Regions from separate parts of the Mus musculus genome. Here all the other regions are linked to region 1. A link is a contact called in public promoter capture Hi-C data. All regions are on one chromosome and are shown on one strand. Each heading gives the region's core, a stretch centred on a gene start, on an enhancer-like site or on the middle of the called end of the contact. The rest is flanking DNA. Distances are from core to core; before and after follow the strand shown.

Evidence for each region. Promoter capture Hi-C pulls out the DNA fragments that hold promoters and counts their contacts. Capture Hi-C pulls out chosen DNA fragments and counts their contacts.
Region 2: a promoter capture Hi-C map of embryonic stem cells shows a contact between it and region 1, with 4 times the contacts expected there. The contact joins the enhancer-like site here to the promoter of Fxyd2 in region 1. A contact is called at or near these places in 14 of 39 promoter capture datasets (the 3T3-L1 cell line, the C10 cell line, cranial neural crest and 8 more), 8 of 15 datasets of contacts at CTCF or cohesin (the NIH/3T3 cell line, embryonic stem cells, hippocampal excitatory neurons and 3 more), 184 of 484 Hi-C or Micro-C datasets (the AML12 cell line, B cells, the Ba/F3 cell line and 95 more), 33 of 115 datasets of contacts at active chromatin or transcription factors (PVALB interneurons, astrocytes, bone marrow-derived dendritic cells and 19 more) and 7 of 9 other capture datasets (adipose tissue, embryonic stem cells, embryonic tail and 4 more).
Region 3: a contact with region 1 is called in a promoter capture Hi-C map of adipose tissue, with 5 times the contacts expected there. The contact joins the promoter of Scn2b here to the promoter of Fxyd2 in region 1. A contact is called at or near these places in 15 of 39 promoter capture datasets (the 3T3-L1 cell line, 3T3-L1-derived adipocytes, the C10 cell line and 9 more), 2 of 15 datasets of contacts at CTCF or cohesin (large pre-B cells and pro-B cells), 23 of 484 Hi-C or Micro-C datasets (the AML12 cell line, B cells, CD4 T cells and 19 more), 9 of 115 datasets of contacts at active chromatin or transcription factors (T-cell acute lymphoblastic leukemia, bone marrow-derived dendritic cells, bone marrow-derived macrophages and 5 more) and 3 of 9 other capture datasets (adipose tissue, liver and macrophages).

What each region holds. Positions count from the first base shown.
Region 1 is chr9:45,404,484-45,408,234 of GRCm38.p6, forward strand. It overlaps Fxyd2 (FXYD domain-containing ion transport regulator 2), which reads left to right and starts at 1,607. Exons shown (of 6, transcript NM_007503.4): 1 at 1,607-1,683; 2 at 3,623-3,661. The coding sequence starts at 1,647.
Region 2 is chr9:45,766,539-45,770,289 of GRCm38.p6, forward strand. Cep164 (centrosomal protein 164) reads right to left here. Exons shown (of 30, transcript NM_001081373.3): 28 at 2,871-2,937; 29 at 1,983-2,105; 30 at 408-1,825. The coding sequence ends at 1,720. Among named protein-coding and RNA genes, the nearest start is that of Cep164, 60 kb to the right of the region's middle. Within about 2 kb of position 2,118, at least 19 of the 459 cell types and tissues checked have an H3K27ac peak or open chromatin away from gene starts, as enhancers often do. A contact at or near this core is called in differentiating embryonic stem cells, embryonic stem cells, spermatogonia and 1 more, where this site is marked.
Region 3 is chr9:45,115,834-45,119,584 of GRCm38.p6, forward strand. Scn2b (sodium channel, voltage-gated, type II, beta) reads left to right here and starts at 2,043. Exons shown (of 4, transcript NM_001014761.2): 1 at 2,043-2,260. The coding sequence starts at 2,191. The region is part of intron 1 of Gm10684 (predicted gene 10684); the gene reads right to left.

The DNA.
Region 1 (3,751 bases), core at 357-2,856:
CGGCAATGGAAAGGTAAGCAAATGACAAAGGCAAGTGGTGAGTGCCAGTGTCCTGACATTGATGGAGGGGCACCTACAGATGGAGCCCTTCCTCTCAGAAGGACTGACTGCACCAGGGGAGCAAATATCTGTCTGTCTGTCTGTCTATCACCTATCCATTCATAAATCCTTTATAGATCTAGCTATCCTCTATGTAGTTTGTATGTATGCATGCGCATATGTATATATGTATGCCTGTATGTATGTAGCTATGTATGTGTATATATATGTATTATGCATGCACTCATCCATCTATCTCTATCTATCTATCTATCTATCTATCTATCTATCTATCTATCTATCTATCATCTATCCATCTATCCATAAATCTATTATCCATCTTGGTATCATTTCTCCATCAACCTATCACTTATATAGCTTGTATGCATGCAGGTATGCATGCAGGTATGTATGTATGTATGTATGTATGTATGTATGTATCTATCTATCTATCTATCTATCTATCTATCTATCTATCATCTATTTCTTGTTTACCTATCACCTGTGTATCTATTTATATATCATCTGCTAGTGTTGGATATTAGCTTCTTGGAGGCCAAGTCGACCATCTGGAACCCAAAGAAGACTGTGGTCTTACAGAATCCACACCATAGTTACCAAGGGGATGGTTACAGTGAGTGCAGGACAGGCTGGGGGTGGGTGGGTGGGTATGGCCATAGCATTTGAGCCCTGGATCTCAAAGGATAGCCATTATTTGTCTTCAACTCTCACTGGATGTTTGACCTTGGGCCTCAGCTTCTCCATACCTCAGATAGCTCATGTCAAGAGAGGAACTAAAGCAAAAGGGAGACAACAGCTAGAAAATGCTTTGTAAGCCCTAAGATCAAGCTGAGCTTCTTCCTGAAAGAGTCATAAGCATATGGTGACAGCCGCAAGAGGGAGTGTTGGGCATCAGGATAGGACATTAGTCAGGGATGGTGGAGGATTTCAGACTGAGGTGTGAGTGGCTAACTGTGGTGGCCTCGGGACCAGGATAAATAAAACAAGTCAGGACAGGCTGTCAGGGACAGCAGTGCTATTGAGGCTGATCCTGCTGGGGACCCAAGATTCACAGGACTGTGGTAAGAAGGGAGCCAGGCCGGGCTCCTTAGGAACACGGCGGGGAGACATGACTGCCCCATGAGAATGTAAGCTGTCACGGTGCTATCCACAGGGCCTTGCAGGAAGCTCTGGAGGCTAAGGGACTTGGAAGTCCCCATCCCGACCCAGGACCCCTATCTATACTTCCCATGTGCCCTTCACCGAGAGTGCATCTTGAAATTCTCACTTCCTCATCTCACTCCCAGCTGCGGCTTCCCCGGCTGATGGAAGAATACTGTTGCTGCCCATCCCAGCCCTGCTCTCTGGAAATTTCCTCTGGGAGGGGCTGGAGACCTCAGGCAGCTCCTCCCTGCCTCTGGCTCCCCCCATACCTCCCCTTGCCTGGGTCAGCAAGAGCCCCTCTGGGGACACTCAGCCTTTCTTGTGACTGGGGTAAATATTACCTGACACTGTTAATATTTAATGCCCCCCCACCTCTGCCCTGGCCACGGCAGACACTGTCCCCATAGTAGAGGCCACAGGAAGACCGTCGTGGAGAAGCCCCGATGGCTGGGGAAATATCAGATCTGTCAGCGAACAGTGGTGAGACTGGCAGGACTCTGCCTGGGACTGGCTCTGGTGGGCAGCTAGACCCCTTCCCTCTCCTGTTCCTTGGAGTTCCCCAGCCAGTGGCTCTCTTAGAAAATTAGCATTCAGAAGGGATCCTCAACCCCACCCCCACAGAAAAAGAGCAGAATAGCAGAAGTTGGAGCATCAGAAGTGTGTGTGTTTATGTGTGTTGTGTGTTTGTGTGTGTGTGTGTGTGTGTGTGTGTGTGTACGTGTGTGTGTACATGTGACTTTGTTCTGGGTGACAGGGTGTTGTTCTGTAGCCCAGGTTGGCCTGGAACTCATATAGCCCAGAATAACCTAAAATTCACTGCATTCTTCCTGCCTCAGCCTTCCACGCCCTGCCCAGTGTGACTTTCTCATCTTGGATGGAGAACTAAGATTTCAAAGTGGTCAGGGGCTGCCGGGGTTGGAGATGGGAGGAGCAGCCCTTTAGCTTAGCCTTCCCCAGAAGGCTTAGGGTCACAAGAAAAGCCCAGCGTTTTGAAATCCACAGACTCAGGCCTGGAGCCCAAGAGGACCCCTGCCGGTCCATAGATGTTGAGTTTTCTGACCTAGAACACTGGTGGAAGAGGGACTCATTAAATGCTTCCTGAAAGGGAAATGGGGGTGGGGTGGGGTTTGGGGTCCTGTCTTGGATCTGGCTGAGGCTGATGCTAGCTCCCCATTTGACCTTGAACATGACGGAAGTGTGGGAAGACTTTCTGCATGGATGCAGAGCCTGGGTCACTGTGGCTTCTCCTTAGATTTTGACCTTTCTGAACAACCCATACCTGAGGTTCACCAGCACTGACCCCCTCTGGCTACTGGAGGGATCTGGACTCACCAGACCCTGCGGCTGGCTGATCACTACAGGGGCACAGTTCAAAGTTGCCTGGGAATTGTTAACTTTTTCATCCCTTTAGAAAAGGCCCCGGACAAGAGGGGCTCCAGCAGGGCAGCAGAGAGTACAGCTGGCATGGAGTGGGGAATGGGGGTGGTGTGTGTGTGTGATTGTAGCTTTGCTGGCCATTGTACTACCAGCTATCCAAGGGTAAGTGCTCTGAGCTCAGGCTGGCAGAGAGCAGAATATCGGCTTCCTTCAGGGTGAAGGAGCCACAGGAGGCAGGGCCAGGGGCAGGCAGCTTGGTCTGAAAAAGTCTTCTTCCTCTATGTCACTTGAAAGGGAGCCTAGCACGTAGACTCATAGTGACGCTTTGCCTGGGTTCAAATCCCAGCTCTGCCCCTTACTCGCTGTGTGGTTGTGGGGTGACTTACTTACCCTCTCTGTGCCCCAGTCTCTTGTGGATGAGAGGGAATAACAACTGTGCCTCAGGTTGTACGAGCTGATGCTCAGACCATTTTGGCCGGGAATGCACAGAAACTAAGTGCTCCTCCTGCCCGTTAAGTATGTCCGGAGGACAGTGACACAGCAGAGTAGAAGCTAGGATGAGTCAAGCCCTGATTCTGCCTTCCATTTCCACTGTGTCCTTACGAAGACTCCAGTGGGCCCTTGATTCCTTCTCCCGTTCCTTGAACACAGAGGCTCTGCTTTCCGCCTTAATTTATTTCAGACATTGCCTTTCCCCGAGGACGTGGAATTATATCAATAGAGGCCTCTGGGGGCTTCCTGGGAGTTGGCTTTTTGGCCTGACTTCGTTATGATACAGAGCTGGGAGCTGGGGAGGACCACGCCCTCCGGAGACTGAGGTCCCTTCAGACAGGGCAGGTTTCTATTCAGATGCCCAGCGTCTGATCCCATGATGCCCATGTGATGTAACCTTTAGGGCGTCCTCACAGGTCCCCTCTTCACTGGGTCACTCTAGCCAGCCTTCTCTTCATCTCGATCCTGGGAGTTCGTTTGAGAACTCTGGAGTTCCCACTACTCTGGGGTTGTGATTTCTTGCTCATCCCACCCCTGGCTCTCTTCTCAGGTGGCAGTGCCAAGGGGACAGAGAATCCCTTCGAGTACGGTAAGCCGGTCCTCCCCTGCCTACTCCGTCAGATGGCTTCCAGCCCTGGGTTCCTGCTATCTGCTCTTAACATGGCGGGGCTGCCTCGCG
Region 2 (3,751 bases), core at 868-3,367, 360 kb after region 1:
CTGGGGTGCAGGACATGGCATCGTTTACACGGGAAGAAAAAAACCTAGTCTTTGGGGAAATTGCTCGGTGGGTCTCCAGCCTTGCAAGTGGAAAACAGAGAAGTAGGAGACTATAAATGGGAGTGAGCTCTCTGAGGACTGGTGGCAAGAGGAGAGCTGAGGCAGCTTTGGGGAGGGCTCTACATTTTACTAAGGATTGCTAGGCACCTAGATATCTTTGAGCCTTGCTTTTCTGTCACCCATAAAAATGGAGCAGCCCACACCTGCCCCCAACTCCACCCTGTTGGGATAACTAAATCAGATACCCAGGGAGGTATTCCCTGAAGACCCATTGACCCCCACCTTCCTGTCCCTCGGGAAGAAGAACACAAGGCTTCCAAAGAGACCAGCACACTCACAGGACTGCCTCATAGAAAATTGACTTACAGAGATTTAATAGGTGCAAAAAAAAAAAAAAATCACAGGATTGTCACCAGAATTGGTTGTACCACATGAGCGGTTCTCAAGGCACACAGAGTGGAAGAAGTAACAAAACGGACTTTATCTGTGTGTGGTCAGCCGATGACTAAAAAATATCTAAAGGGTAAAAAGCCAACTGGCTGCTCGAGGTTTATTCCACAGCAAAGAAACGAACAATAAATCGGTGAGACCCTGTGGGCTGCGGGGGTAGAGGCAGCCCGCAGCTTCTCAAGACAAGAAAAATGAGGGCATTTTGTTTAAACAAGGAGACAGATGCTGAGAGCATCACCTGCAGCTCCTGCAGAGCCCGCTGAGGGGAAGTTGGGCCGAGGAGGCTTGAGCCAGAAGCACTAGCCAGAAGCACCTGACCCAAGATGGTCCCTGCTGGTGCCAGGCTGGAATCAGTTCCATCCACTGAGCTCTGGACAGAGTTGCTAGTTGGACTGGGCTAGGGGCGGCCCAGATAGAAGGACAGATGGAAATAGGGCTCATAGACACACTCGAGTTAAAGAAGAGAAATATCAAGATGGGGCAGAAGGCATTCCCCTCTTTCCCTATGGCTTTTTTGGCTTCCTGGAAAGATAGGTGCTTGAAACCTGAGGGCAAGGAAGAGCTCCACAGAGCACCCTAAGGGGGGAGAGGGCTGCTCCTGAGAATCGTGAGGAAATCACGGTGCCAGCCGAGGGGAAGGAGACAGAACATCCCTCGGGGCCCCTCTAGCAACATCCAGCCGGGCTCAGGCAGCTGAGCCCAAACTTGTGACAGTCAGAAGACATTTACAAAGAAAAAAAAAGGCAAAAAGAGAGGGACGGGTATGATCCTGTCGGGGCTGAGGTATCCGAAAGGGGCACAGACCCAGCACAGCCAAAGTGCCAGGGCATGCCATGCTAGGAGGCCATGTGAATAAAGGACCACATCCTCAGCAGGGGGCCAACCTCCAAGGAGGATCCCTAAGCCTCCCATAGCAGTCGCTTTAACTAAGGTGTCCACACCCCTGAAGTCTTCAGCAGCCCACATCTCAGTGCCACTTTGGTGCAGAAGCTCGCATATGTCCACATGTTTCTGCTCAGGACAGTCCATGGTTGAAGCGTGCGTGGCCGTCTACAGCCGTACTCTCCACCTATCTAACCCGGTGGTTCCTCTAAGTCCTCGGTGGGGTTCACAACGGAGGACATGCTTGATGAGAGAAATAAAATGTTGGCGGCTCCTCAGGCACTTGTAATAGAGGAGGAGGCCGCCCTGCCCCGCCCCACACGGGGTTCAGTAATGAAACACATTCAGTCTGTTGTTCTCGTCCAGGCCCAGCTGCAGGAGGTTCGATAAGTTCGATGTGGTTGTTGCTTTGGGCGCCGAGGAGAAAAGCTGTCTGGTCACAAAGTGAAGGAAAACTGGACGGCTGAGAGAAAGGGTCTACGGTCCAAAGGGGTATTCTCCGACACCACCGAGGCCGGTGGTGGAGAGCAGGCCAGTCAAGTTGCTATCACCGGGAGGGACTAAAGCTTGGGGACCAGCTAAAAGGATACACCTTGGGGTCGTTCCGGAAATGTTCCAGCCACTTCCGGTTGGAATCGATCAAGCTCTGAATGCTGACACCATCCGTCCTGGGGACTCGAGGGTGGGAGCGCTGCAGGAAGTGGAGCTGCTCACTGGAAAAGGGAGGAGAGCAGGCAGGAAGCTGGCGGCACGCCCGAACGGAGCCCCGCCTCTCTGCGACCCTCTCTCACCTCTGTAAGGCCTCCAGCAATCAAAGGGCCTTCTCTGGTAATGCGGAGGGGCATCAGTTCCCCAAAAGGAAGGTCTTGGCTGCCCTCCACCCCCTTCCTGAGCATCTCATGCAAAGTTTACTCTGGACCTTCGCATCTGTCCATCCTCGGCCGTTCTCATCAGCAAAGAGCTCCCTCTGTCCACCCAGATACTTACACAGCAGCAGCTCTCGGGCTGGCCCAGAGAGCAGAGATAAATTTGTGGGGGTTTACAGTTAGGGCTGAGGTGGCGAGAACAAGATATTTGCCAGAGAGTGAGATGAACAGGAAATGGATAACAGGACCAAATAATCGCTTGCCATAGGAATCAAAGAGTTCAGTGGCAAAGCCGGGTCAGACTCCAGGGCTGGTGGGGCCACGGGATGAGCTGGGCTTCACCTCAGTCTCTCCCCCGATGGGCAACACCTGCAGAGCCCACACACCCTGCCTCACATCCACTGAACCTTGGCAGCGGCGATCTGACTGTTTACTTGCCGTGGTGGAGTTTCTCAGAAAAGGCAAGATGTAGGTGTCTCTGGGCTGGGGACCTGTCTGGGCTCCAGGCCAACAGGATCATGAGGTTTGTTCCCATCTGTCCATGGTGCCATTGGCCCAGGGGGGTACAGTAAAGATCTAAACTGTGAGGCCACACCCAGCGCAGAGACTTACCTTACAGACACATAACCCAGCTTGTTCTCCGGTGGGGGAGGAGAGCCACTGAGCAACGGGATGCCAGCTGGAACAGCAAGAAGATGGGGTCTAAGGGCAGCCCCAGCCCCAGCAGGCCACCTCCACATTCACTACCAGTGCCCCTGCATTCCCAGAAAAGGATGTCCCCAGAACAAACAATGGCAGGGAATGTTGCCATGCTGGAGGTGAGAGACAGGTGACAGACAAGAACTGTCCTGTTTACTTTGATTCTAAAAATTTCGTTTTCAATTTGGGCTGAGCCGAAAGACTTTTTTGTTTTTTACATTTTTTTTCCCTCAAATGGTTGCCTTTCTGACTTATGTTACTCGACAAGGCAAAACTAGGTCCCAGAGCAGAAGCCAGGGCCACGGGGTCATAAGCACAGGGTCAAAACTTGGTATATGACTCACTCATTCGAAGGGTACTCTGGAGTTTACTACTAACCCTCAGAGTCTCAGCTTACTCAGCTATAAAATGGGAACTGTACTGACTGGTTTTGTGTGTCAATTTGACACAAGCTGGAGTTATCACAGAAAAAGGAGCCTGAGCCTCACTTGAGGAAATGCCTCCATGAGATCCAGCTGTAAGGCATTTTCTCAACTAGTGATCAATGAGGGGAGGGCCCCTTGTGGGCAGTGCCATCCCTGGGCTGGTAGTCTTGGGTTCTATAAGACAGCAAGCTGAGCAAGAGAGGGGAAGCAAGCCAGTAAGTAGCACCCCTCCATGGCCTCTGCATCAGCTCCTGCCTCCTGACCTGCTTGAATTCCAGTCTTGCCTTCCTCCTTTGGTGATGAACAGCAGTGTGGAAAGTGTAAGCTGAATAAACCCTTTCCTCCCCAACTTGCTTCTTGATCATGTTT
Region 3 (3,751 bases), core at 793-3,292, 290 kb before region 1:
GGTCTAGGCTGAAAAGTGTCTGCGGCCAGCCCACCTGGTTGGTGGTGTTGCAGACTTGGCTGGAAGAGCCTGAGCAGAGCGGGAGGTCCGAGTAGTGCTGGTCTAGACTCTGGGCACACACTTATAAAGAGGCCTCGGGGCCCTAGGGTGGTAGGGATGGGCACCGGGAGAGACTCTCCTGAAATTCGGACTCCTACACCGTGGCTCTGTGCAGGGGCCATGGGAGCCCTACCGTAGAGTGACAGAGGCGCTGGGAACAGGGTCAGTGCAACATCAGGACCTGTCACCTTCTGACTTCTCACAGCCCTGCCTTGAAGTTCCAGTTGGCTTTGGGTCTTGTGCCCCTGGGACAGCTTTCAGAGACCAAGCTGGACTTCCAAATACATTCATTCATCCGGTCAGCAGCATCCCCGGGTGGTCAATTACCTCCCGGTTAGTGAATTTCAAGTCTCAACCAGGCGCTGTGCAGAATTCTCAGCTCTTCCCTGTGTGGAAGGCTCAGTCACAGCCATGTGGAATAAGGGGAGTGGGGTTGGGGGGAGGTCAGCCTCTTCCAAAGAGCTGGGTTTGAATCCTGGCTCTGATCTATCACCTGTACATTGGACCTAACGTTAAGATCAAATTGTGATTCCTCACTGTGGACAGATAAATGTGCACAGCTAAATAAATGATTGCTGTTTAAGGACCTGTGATACGCTTGGCTCTGTTCTCCTCTTTGCTTAGGGCCACTTCTCTCCTAACTTCTACTTGTGACAACCTGTATTCTCCCCTCCTTCGAAATAACAAGTTTCAAACATACACCAAAGCCAAGGGAAGTGTGCCCCAGGCACCACCAATCATCTGGGACCATCAGCTACATTACCCACGGGTGTTAAAAACACAGACACTATCTTTATGATACCCGGCAGCATTAGACGTTATTTGTTGACATAATCAACGTCCAGTTTACATTCGCTCCCTGCTCCCCTTGTCTCAAAACCTGTTCCTTTCCTTGTTGATTTGTTTGAATCCGGGTCCCTCAGAGGTCCATGCTCTATTCTCTTGTAAAAGTCTCTTAGGCATTTGTGCATCAGCCTTCTCTGACAAGTTCTGTATTCTGCGGAAATGCTAGAGCAATGAGGAAGTCATTACTTTCCAAGAGCCTCCTGCCCACTTCGCTGAACCCAAACAACAAAAGGCAACTCTTTCCTGGGTGTTTACATCTATGTACGTACGTATGTACGTACGTACGTATGTATGATCTATCTATTCTCTTGCCCCTCCCCGTGTGTGTGTGTGTGTGTGTGTGTGTGTGTGTTGGGGAGAGACAGAGAGAGACAGACAGACAAACAGAGAGACAGAGAGAGAGCATGTAGCATGAGTATACAGGTGCCACTAATGTGTTGAGGTTAGACCATAACTTGCAGGGATCAGTTCTCTCCTTCTGCTGGGTGACCAGGTGTGTTCCCGGGGATCAAACTCAGGTCATCATGCTTGGCAGTGGCCACAAGCACTTTCCCCAGGGAATCAACTCACAGGCCTTTGGGGCGTATTCATATGATAAAAAGGACTTCCTTACAGCCCTTTGATAAAAACAGATGGCTCTAACAGTCTTTCTCTTTTTCCTTTTTTCTTTCTCTCCCTCCTTCCCTCCCTCTCTCCTTCTCTCCCCTCCTTCCTCCCCTCTCTTGCAAGGGTCTTGCTTTGGAGCCTAGGCTAGCTTTGGACTGCTATGAGTTCAAGGCAGTCCTGTCTCTGTTTCCCTAGTGCTAGGATTGCAGGCACGTGCCACCTCACCTAGAATTCTCTAACAATTTTCAAAGTCTAAAAATCATTTCAAATGCAGTAGGAAGGCAAAATTTGATTGAGCTCTGAGTTTAGAGGCTAAATTTTCTGGCAACTTAATTTCTTCCAGGAATATCTTTTTTATGCCCTCCCACCTGCTTTCTGAAATCCACCAACCACAATATTTACTCCATCCCCTTTTTTTTCTTCCTTTCCCTTATACACCACCCCCCTCTCTTTTTAGCAGCCACATACAAGTCGGCCATATTAGAGAGATGGAAATAAAGCTTCCTCAATGTTGCATATGTCTTTGAAGTACATCCGTGCATTTTCTTTTTTAGCATTTAACCATTCCTACCTTGTGGTCCTTGGTCCCTCAATCACCCTTTCCCACAGCCCACCCGCCTAACGTCACAGTCTCTGAAAATGCACAGGGATGCCTGGCTACCTCGCCCTGCCTTCAGTCTCACGGGGCTCAGTCTGTTTTTCTCTTTGGGTAAGTTAGAACCACATCTGCATGCTCCTAAGGGTCAGAAGTGCAGCTGCAGCGGAAAGAGGAGGGGGCGGGGGAGGGGGCAAGAGGGAAGGAGTGTGAGCCGCTTCCCTCTGTGTCCTTGGGAAGGGGCGTGCTGGGGATCTGGGACAGCTGGGACTGCCGGATGCTGGGCTTCTCCTTCCCAGAAATGTTGACTAGAGGGTGAGTGTTGCTCGGGGATGAAAATGGTCAAATTTATCAAGAGGTGGTTCATCCTGTAGATTTCCCTGAAGTGGACCCATGTGGGGGTGGGGCAGAGCTAGGCTGCTCTGCGGTCTCTTCAGGGATTTTTCTCTTCACCACCACCACCACCACCACCACCACCACCACCACCACCACCACCACCATCATCATCATGTTTTCATTTTCAGTTACTTCCCAAGAGATCTCATAGGAGTTGCTGGCTTCTTTAAAAGTCTCATTTGTGAGCCCGTTCCCTGGGATCTGGTGGATTTAAAGGAGATCGCGTTCTCGAGAGTTGGGGGCAGAGAGTTGAGCCTATCCCACCAATTTGTTGGGATGCGTGTGGGAGGAGGTGGGTATCAGGCTTAAGGACCAGCTCCGGGTTGGCAGGAGAGGCACCAGAGTAGCTGCTACCGAGGCAGGCACCCCTGGTGTGAACCAGATGGAATGGATGAGGTCAGGTGCCCAGGATCCTGGGAAAAGGAGCAAACTGTAAGTGGAACCTAGGGAGAGTTCCTTTAAAACCAGTCTCCGTGGTCCAGCCCAACCTTGCAGACCACCCTGTCGTAAGGTCCCAAAGCCAATTTCATAGCTGAACACCTAGAGACCTCGTACTAGGCAGGTATGTTAGGAGGCTATTTGTAGGCCTGCTTCCCGACTCTACCCCACCCCACAACCCATAAGGTCTCACTTTGTAGTCTTGGCTGATCTCGAACTTTCAGTGATTCTCCTGTCTCTTTCTCTTCCTGGGTGATGGGATTACAGACAAGTGCCACCATGCTGGGCTCTAAACCTGCCTTGTGGACAGTTTTACTCTCACTCTTAAAATTCTCTCTGTAGTGCCTGAGGGTCAAGTTTAAGGATCTTAGGTGAGATTAGGTCCCACTATAAGCTCTCTCAATCTGTCTGTCTCTCTGTTGTCTCTCTTTCTGTCTCTATGCTGGTCTCTGTCTCTCTGTCCCACCTTCTGTGTCCTTTCTCACTGTGCTGGGTGGTATATCCCCCCTCCCTCTCATGCTGGGTATAGGGCCCACAGGGATAACAGAGACATGAAGCAATCCTGGTAACCTGCAAGATAAAGATCTAACATCTTTCGTCTTTCGGAACTGGACCCAAGTTTAAAACTAGCTTTGTGTTTTACTCTATAACCATGGGCGAGACCCTACCTACCCCGAGCGCCACTTCAGCATCACTGCTCCCATGGGAGACTGGAGACTGTCTCTTGCTTGGTGAGCTTGTGACCTAACACACAGCAGGGGCCAACATGCT